2 separate regions of the Sus scrofa genome follow, and region 1 is linked to region 2. The links are chromatin contacts, called in public Hi-C maps. All regions are on one chromosome and are shown on one strand. The core of a region is the stretch at or near the end of the contact, and the rest is flanking DNA. Distances in the headings are between cores, read along the strand shown. Region 1 overlaps KDM4C (lysine-specific demethylase 4C). Region 2 overlaps LOC110255532 (a long non-coding RNA gene).

Region 1 (2,797 bases), core at 160-2,659, 350 kb before region 2:
CCTGGAAATTCAGATGGTTTTAATGAAATTGAGATGCATGACTATTCATTTAAGATATACACATGGGAAATGGTTGAGCTGTGATTAAATTGATCTGTATTACACCAAAGCCCTTGCTATTTGCACTAAAATTCATTAATGTCTGGCATATTAGACTTTGGAAACTTAAAATACATTGACTTTTTAAAGAATAGACCAGAAATATAGACACAGAACAACATGAACAATGATAATGAAGGCTCACTCTGAAAACTACTCCTCAGTAGGAATAGGAAAGTTGCATGAGCAACTCCCCACACCCCGAAATCTCAATATGCTATTTCTCATCCTATATGGGAATAGTCAGCATCACCATTAGGATGGGGACACAATAGCCTAAACTACTGCTTGAGTCAGTCTATGGACTTTTTCTGAGATAAAATGTCACCTGTCATTTTCTTCTGGAACTTTAGGACTTTGTCCTCAGTTATGTTTTGTTTGTTGCCCTAATGTTTGGATAAAGCTGATCTTTTGACTTGTGTACTTTCCCTATCCTGGGATTTCTCTTTCCTTTTGTAATTGAGTCCAGCCTATATCTGGTTACAGCCACACACCTAGTGATTGGAATCAAAATCTGTCCAAGGTGCATCGAGTTAGCAGTTTTGGTACATCCTGAGGTCATCCTCCTGGTAGCAAGGAGGCATTCTAATAGGACTCTCAGAAGTAGAGCTGTTAACCCTGCAGCACAGCTCAGGCCAGAGGCTTGTTTCCTGGGGGATCCACTTTGTATCTCTTAGCCTGACTCCTGCCTTCCTGTGGCATATCAAAGCAGCTGAACACATTTTGAGTTTTGGTGCAGCTATCACTCATTCATCAAAGTTCTGTCCGGATGATACATGTTTTTGAAAACAGATGTGGAGACTGAGCTGACAGATGTTGAGAATGGCCCTGTTGTGGAAGCTCATGTTGTTACACATGCTTCAGGAAGACAGGTCGTTAGCATTCAGCGAGGAGCACCTACAATCTGGAGAATTAAACATGCTGTTTGCATAGATTTTGGACTAATCTTTTTGGTTTGATTTGCTTTGCTTCGGAAGTAATTAAATGCTATCTCACCCCACCTGTTGCACTCAAGCTTAAAAGCAGTAAATATGAAATAGAGTAGCTTACTGTATTTTAGTGGTGAGAAAGATATACTAATGTTCTGGTGTTGAATATTCTTTTTCATTTTGGATGCTCTGTGCCAGGCATTGTCTAGGTTATCCTTCTATAATTCTTTGAGTTGATATTATTCCCACTTTACATTCGATAAAACTGAGGCTAAGAGGAATTTGGTAATTTGAGTTTGTCCAGCCGCTAAGCTGCAGAACTCCTTTATCTCAACCACTCTGCTGCCTCTGCTGCTTCTGGAATGTGATGTGGAGCAAAGTACAAAGTGGAGAAGCCAATGCTCTGTGACTCACACAGATATCTTTAAACTGCATCACAGTGTCCTGGACCCCAGCCGTATGTGAGAAGTCAGCTCATAAGGGCAATGGAGTGTATGGTCCACATTTGCAACCACACCAGTCACTCTAGGGAGCAAAGCATCTGTGCTCAGGTGTTGATTTCTCTATCTCGGTCAGATGTCAACCTGAGTTGTGGCAGGAAGCACGTGGACAGGTTTTTACCTTGGCTTTCCCAGATTCTTGGGCTAGAGCCCCCGCCCAGTTCTCCATATGTGACTACAGTAAAGGAAAAAAAAAAAAGTTCAACATGTTTCTTTAATCCTTGTCACTGTAACTTTTCATAAACCACATTTTGATGAGAAATTTAAGAGAAATTATAATGTTCTCTATTATTAATTTTTTTAAATGAACAGGGGAAAGACTTTTCAAATGCCATGTCGCGGTTGCCTCTGAATGGCAGGGTATTGGGTAATTACAGGAATAATTTTTTACATACTATTGTGTAATTTGGAGCTTTTGTACAAGAAGCTTAGTATAGCTTGTAAAATCAAAGGAAAAAAATAAAGTGGAAAATTAGGCAAAATGTTATTTGAACCCCTTGGTCTTTTATATGTGTTTTTGTCTAGTGACCTCAGTAGGAGGGATATGGGAACAGTGTACATCAGAGAGGGTGTACCTGGGTTTTCTCACTTTGTCTTCAACACAAACACCCGGAGTCATCTTTTCTTTCTTTTTCTTTTTCTTTTCTTTTTTTTTTTGTCTTTTTGTCTTTTCTAGGGCCGCACCTGTGGCATATGGAGGTTCCCAGGCTAGGGGTTGAATCGGAGCTGTAGCCGCCGGCCTGTGCCAGAGCCACAGCAATTCAGGATCTGAGCCGCATCTGCGACGTACACCACAGCTCATGGCAACGCTGGATCCTTAACCCACTGAGCAAGGCCAGGGATTGAACCTGCAACCTCATGGATTCGTTAACCATTGAGCCACGATGGGAACTCCATTTTCTTTCTTTCTTTTTTTTTTTTTCCAATTCTGGACACATTTATTTCTTAGAAATATTCATAATTCGATATTCATGTTCTCCTTAATGTCTCAACGTGGAAAGTTCCTTTCTGATGTCTTTGGTAGTAATTTTCAGGGAATCCTTGTTTTACTTGCTAACACCAAGATCTGTATTTTAAATTATTTTCATCTATCATTTTAAAAGTATTTAGCTTAACTAAGTTGAATATAAATTGCCTTCACCTTTTTCTAGAGGTTTCATATCCAAAAATTAAATTTAAAATGTACTGAAATTTCTTTCATTACTTAGTACGCTTTTAGTGTCTTGAAATGAATCTCTTCTGTCAAATGTAATTTCCATTTGTGTTGGG
Region 2 (2,700 bases), core at 163-2,662:
CTTATCCTTTTAGACTTAGGCCAAGGGGCACCTCCTACATCCCAGATGCTGAATATATACACACATACACGTGCGTGCGCGCGCGCGCACACACACACACATAAAGCTTACTGAGAACAGTGTGGTAAAAATTCCTTGCATTGCAAATCAGAAGATCTGAGAGTAAATCTTTTCCCTCAAAATTGACCTCAAAGATTTTTTTTTCTGTATCTCTCATGTTTTGTTTGCATGCATCTACCCTCTCTCTCCTAACATATAAAAGCTCCCTGTGGCTTGAATCCTTTGTGATTTATATTTATTTTCAATTATATATAATTTAATAATAACTATAATTGTAAAATAATGTTTTTATTTAGTCATATAAATATACATATGTAAATATATTCATATTAATATTCTTTTTTTTTTTTTTGTCTTTTTGTCTTTTCTATGGCCACTCCCGTGGCATATGGAGGTTTCCAGGCTAGGGGTCTAATCGGAGCTGTAGCCACTGGCCTACACCAGAGCCACAGCAACACGGGATCTGAGCTGCGTCTGCAACCTACACCACAGCTCATGGCAACACCAGATCCTTAACCCACTGAGCAAGGCCAGGGATCGAACCTGCAACCTCATGGTTCCTAGTCATGCCATGACGGGAACTGCAATATTAATATTCTTAGGTTTCTGGTCTCTTTAGGGATTGAAAGTCAAAGTCTGAGGCCCATCAGTATCAACTGTGTAGCTTTTCAAAGCTTATTTATTAGGTTGCTTATCTATTAAATGGAGGTAGAAATACCTGCTCTATGTACCTCATGATGTTTTTTTCAGGATTAAATATATGTGAAATCATGTTTCCAAGTGCTTCTGAAATAGGAAGTGCTGGGTGAGTGTAAGATATTCCAGGTGTTTTTATGTCATGTGCAGGGAGGAGCCATGGCTGGCAAAGATTAGTGTTTTGGGCACAGTGTTTTATTAACCTTTATGATAATACTGGTCACACCTCAAAACCCCCCTTTTCCTCTAAATTCTCCCATATGGTGGCTCCTTCTTGTCTAATCTCAGAACCAGCTGAATGCAGTTTGAGAGCCCACTAGAGCCCTGACCCGGGAGACAAACTATGTGAAGAGCCTGCAGAGAGAGGGGCATAGGGGACTCTGGCTTCTGTGAGTTTTATAGGAAGGCTTTACTACATTTATCCTGCGGGAAACCCAATGGCAATGATCCATCTCTTAGAGTCCATGTCTGTGCCTATTTCCCAGCCACAGCAGAACAAAAATGTGGCACCTCCCTATTATCAGGGTTCCCTTGTGCCTCCAAGTAATAGAAAGGGGGGGGGGCAGCTGGCTGAAGTGGTGAGGACATTGGTTTTCTCACTCAGCATGAAGTAAGGTGACAGGAATTTCAGAGCTGGTTAGTTCAGTGATGCAATCATTAGCAGTCAGCCTCCTTCCATCTCCCACCCTGCCCACAGCCACAGGCACCACATCCAGACAAAACAGTATCCAGATATAGAAGAAAAAGAGCCTTTTTTTGGGTGCCTTTTGAAGAAAAGAGAAACTTCAAGCCCTGCTGTGTCATTGGCCAGAATTGTTTCACACACTCATTCCTGAGCAAACTATTGGCAGGGAGAGAGAGGGTGAGGCTGCCACAAAAGGCTGGACTAATCACAACCCAGCCCTTTGGATCAGGATGGGGCCAGCCTGTCTTAAAGCTAAAGGCTACTTGAAGGATTAATGTTAGAGAGGCAACCAACAGCATCAAATAAACTCCCTGTCTAAATTAGCTGGTAACGTAAAGGAAACTGTGGCAGTTCTTAAAATATAAGGATGGTGCAAATAATTAGTACATGTTTCTTTCATTTATTTTCTTCCCTCCTTCTCTCCTTCCCTCTTTCTTGTTTTTTCTTTATGGCTCGGTTCTGACCAATTATTACTGTTTTAGTTACCAAATGACTAACCTCAGCAATTCCATGTACATATGTTACTTTTTTCATTTTATCATCTTGACATATCTCTCTTTCAAGTTGCTCTCTCAGAACATTTTTCAGAATGAATGTCTCCTCTACATGGCCATAGCATGATTTGATAACACTTAGCATACACTCCCTTCTGCAAAGCTCTTTTTTTGTTTGTTTTGATTTTTATTTTTTCCACTATAGCTGGTTTACAGTGTTGTCAGTTTTCCACTGCAAAGCAAGGTGACCTAGCCACACATACATGTATACATTCTTTTTTCTCATATCATCATGCTCCATCACAAGTGACCAGACAAGCAAATCAAAACTACTATGAGGTACCACCTCACACCAGTCAGAATGGCTATCATTAATAAGTCCACAAATAACAAATGCTGGAGGAGGTGTGGAGAAAAGGGAACCCTCCTGCACTGTTGGTGGGAACGTAAATTGGTACAACCGCTATGGAAAACAGTATGGAGGTACCTTAGAAAACTATATCTAGAACTTCCATATGACCCAGCAATCCCACTCTTGGGCATGTATCCGGACAAAACTTTCCTTAAAAAAGACATATACACCCGCATGTTCGTTGCAGCCCTATTCACAATAGCCAAGACATGGAAACAACCTAAATGCAAAGCTCTTTGTATAGGTATTTGCTTTCCCAATAGATAGTGAGCAATCAGAGCTTGGGGTTATCTAGCCTCATTTCAGTTCCCAGAGCATCTTCCCCATGCTTCATACAGAGCTGGTGCTTAATC

What was found. Hi-C and Micro-C count contacts between places; a contact is called where the count stands out from the background.
Region 1: a Hi-C map of fetal heart ventricle shows a contact between it and region 2, with 3 times the contacts expected there. The contact joins two enhancer-like sites. A contact is called at or near these places in 2 of 47 Hi-C or Micro-C datasets (embryonic fibroblasts and fetal heart ventricle).

The regions. Positions count from the first base shown.
Region 1 is chr1:215,167,918-215,170,714 of Sscrofa11.1, reverse strand. All of the region lies in intron 17 of KDM4C (lysine-specific demethylase 4C), which reads left to right. Among named protein-coding and RNA genes, the nearest start is that of KDM4C, 340 kb to the left of the region's middle. Within about 2 kb of position 1,409, at least 6 of the 83 cell types and tissues checked have an H3K27ac peak or open chromatin away from gene starts, as enhancers often do.
Region 2 is chr1:214,818,828-214,821,527 of Sscrofa11.1, reverse strand. The region is part of intron 2 of LOC110255532 (a long non-coding RNA gene); the gene reads left to right. Among named protein-coding and RNA genes, the nearest start is that of TMEM261, 370 kb to the right of the region's middle. Within about 2 kb of position 1,412, at least 4 of the 83 cell types and tissues checked have an H3K27ac peak or open chromatin away from gene starts, as enhancers often do.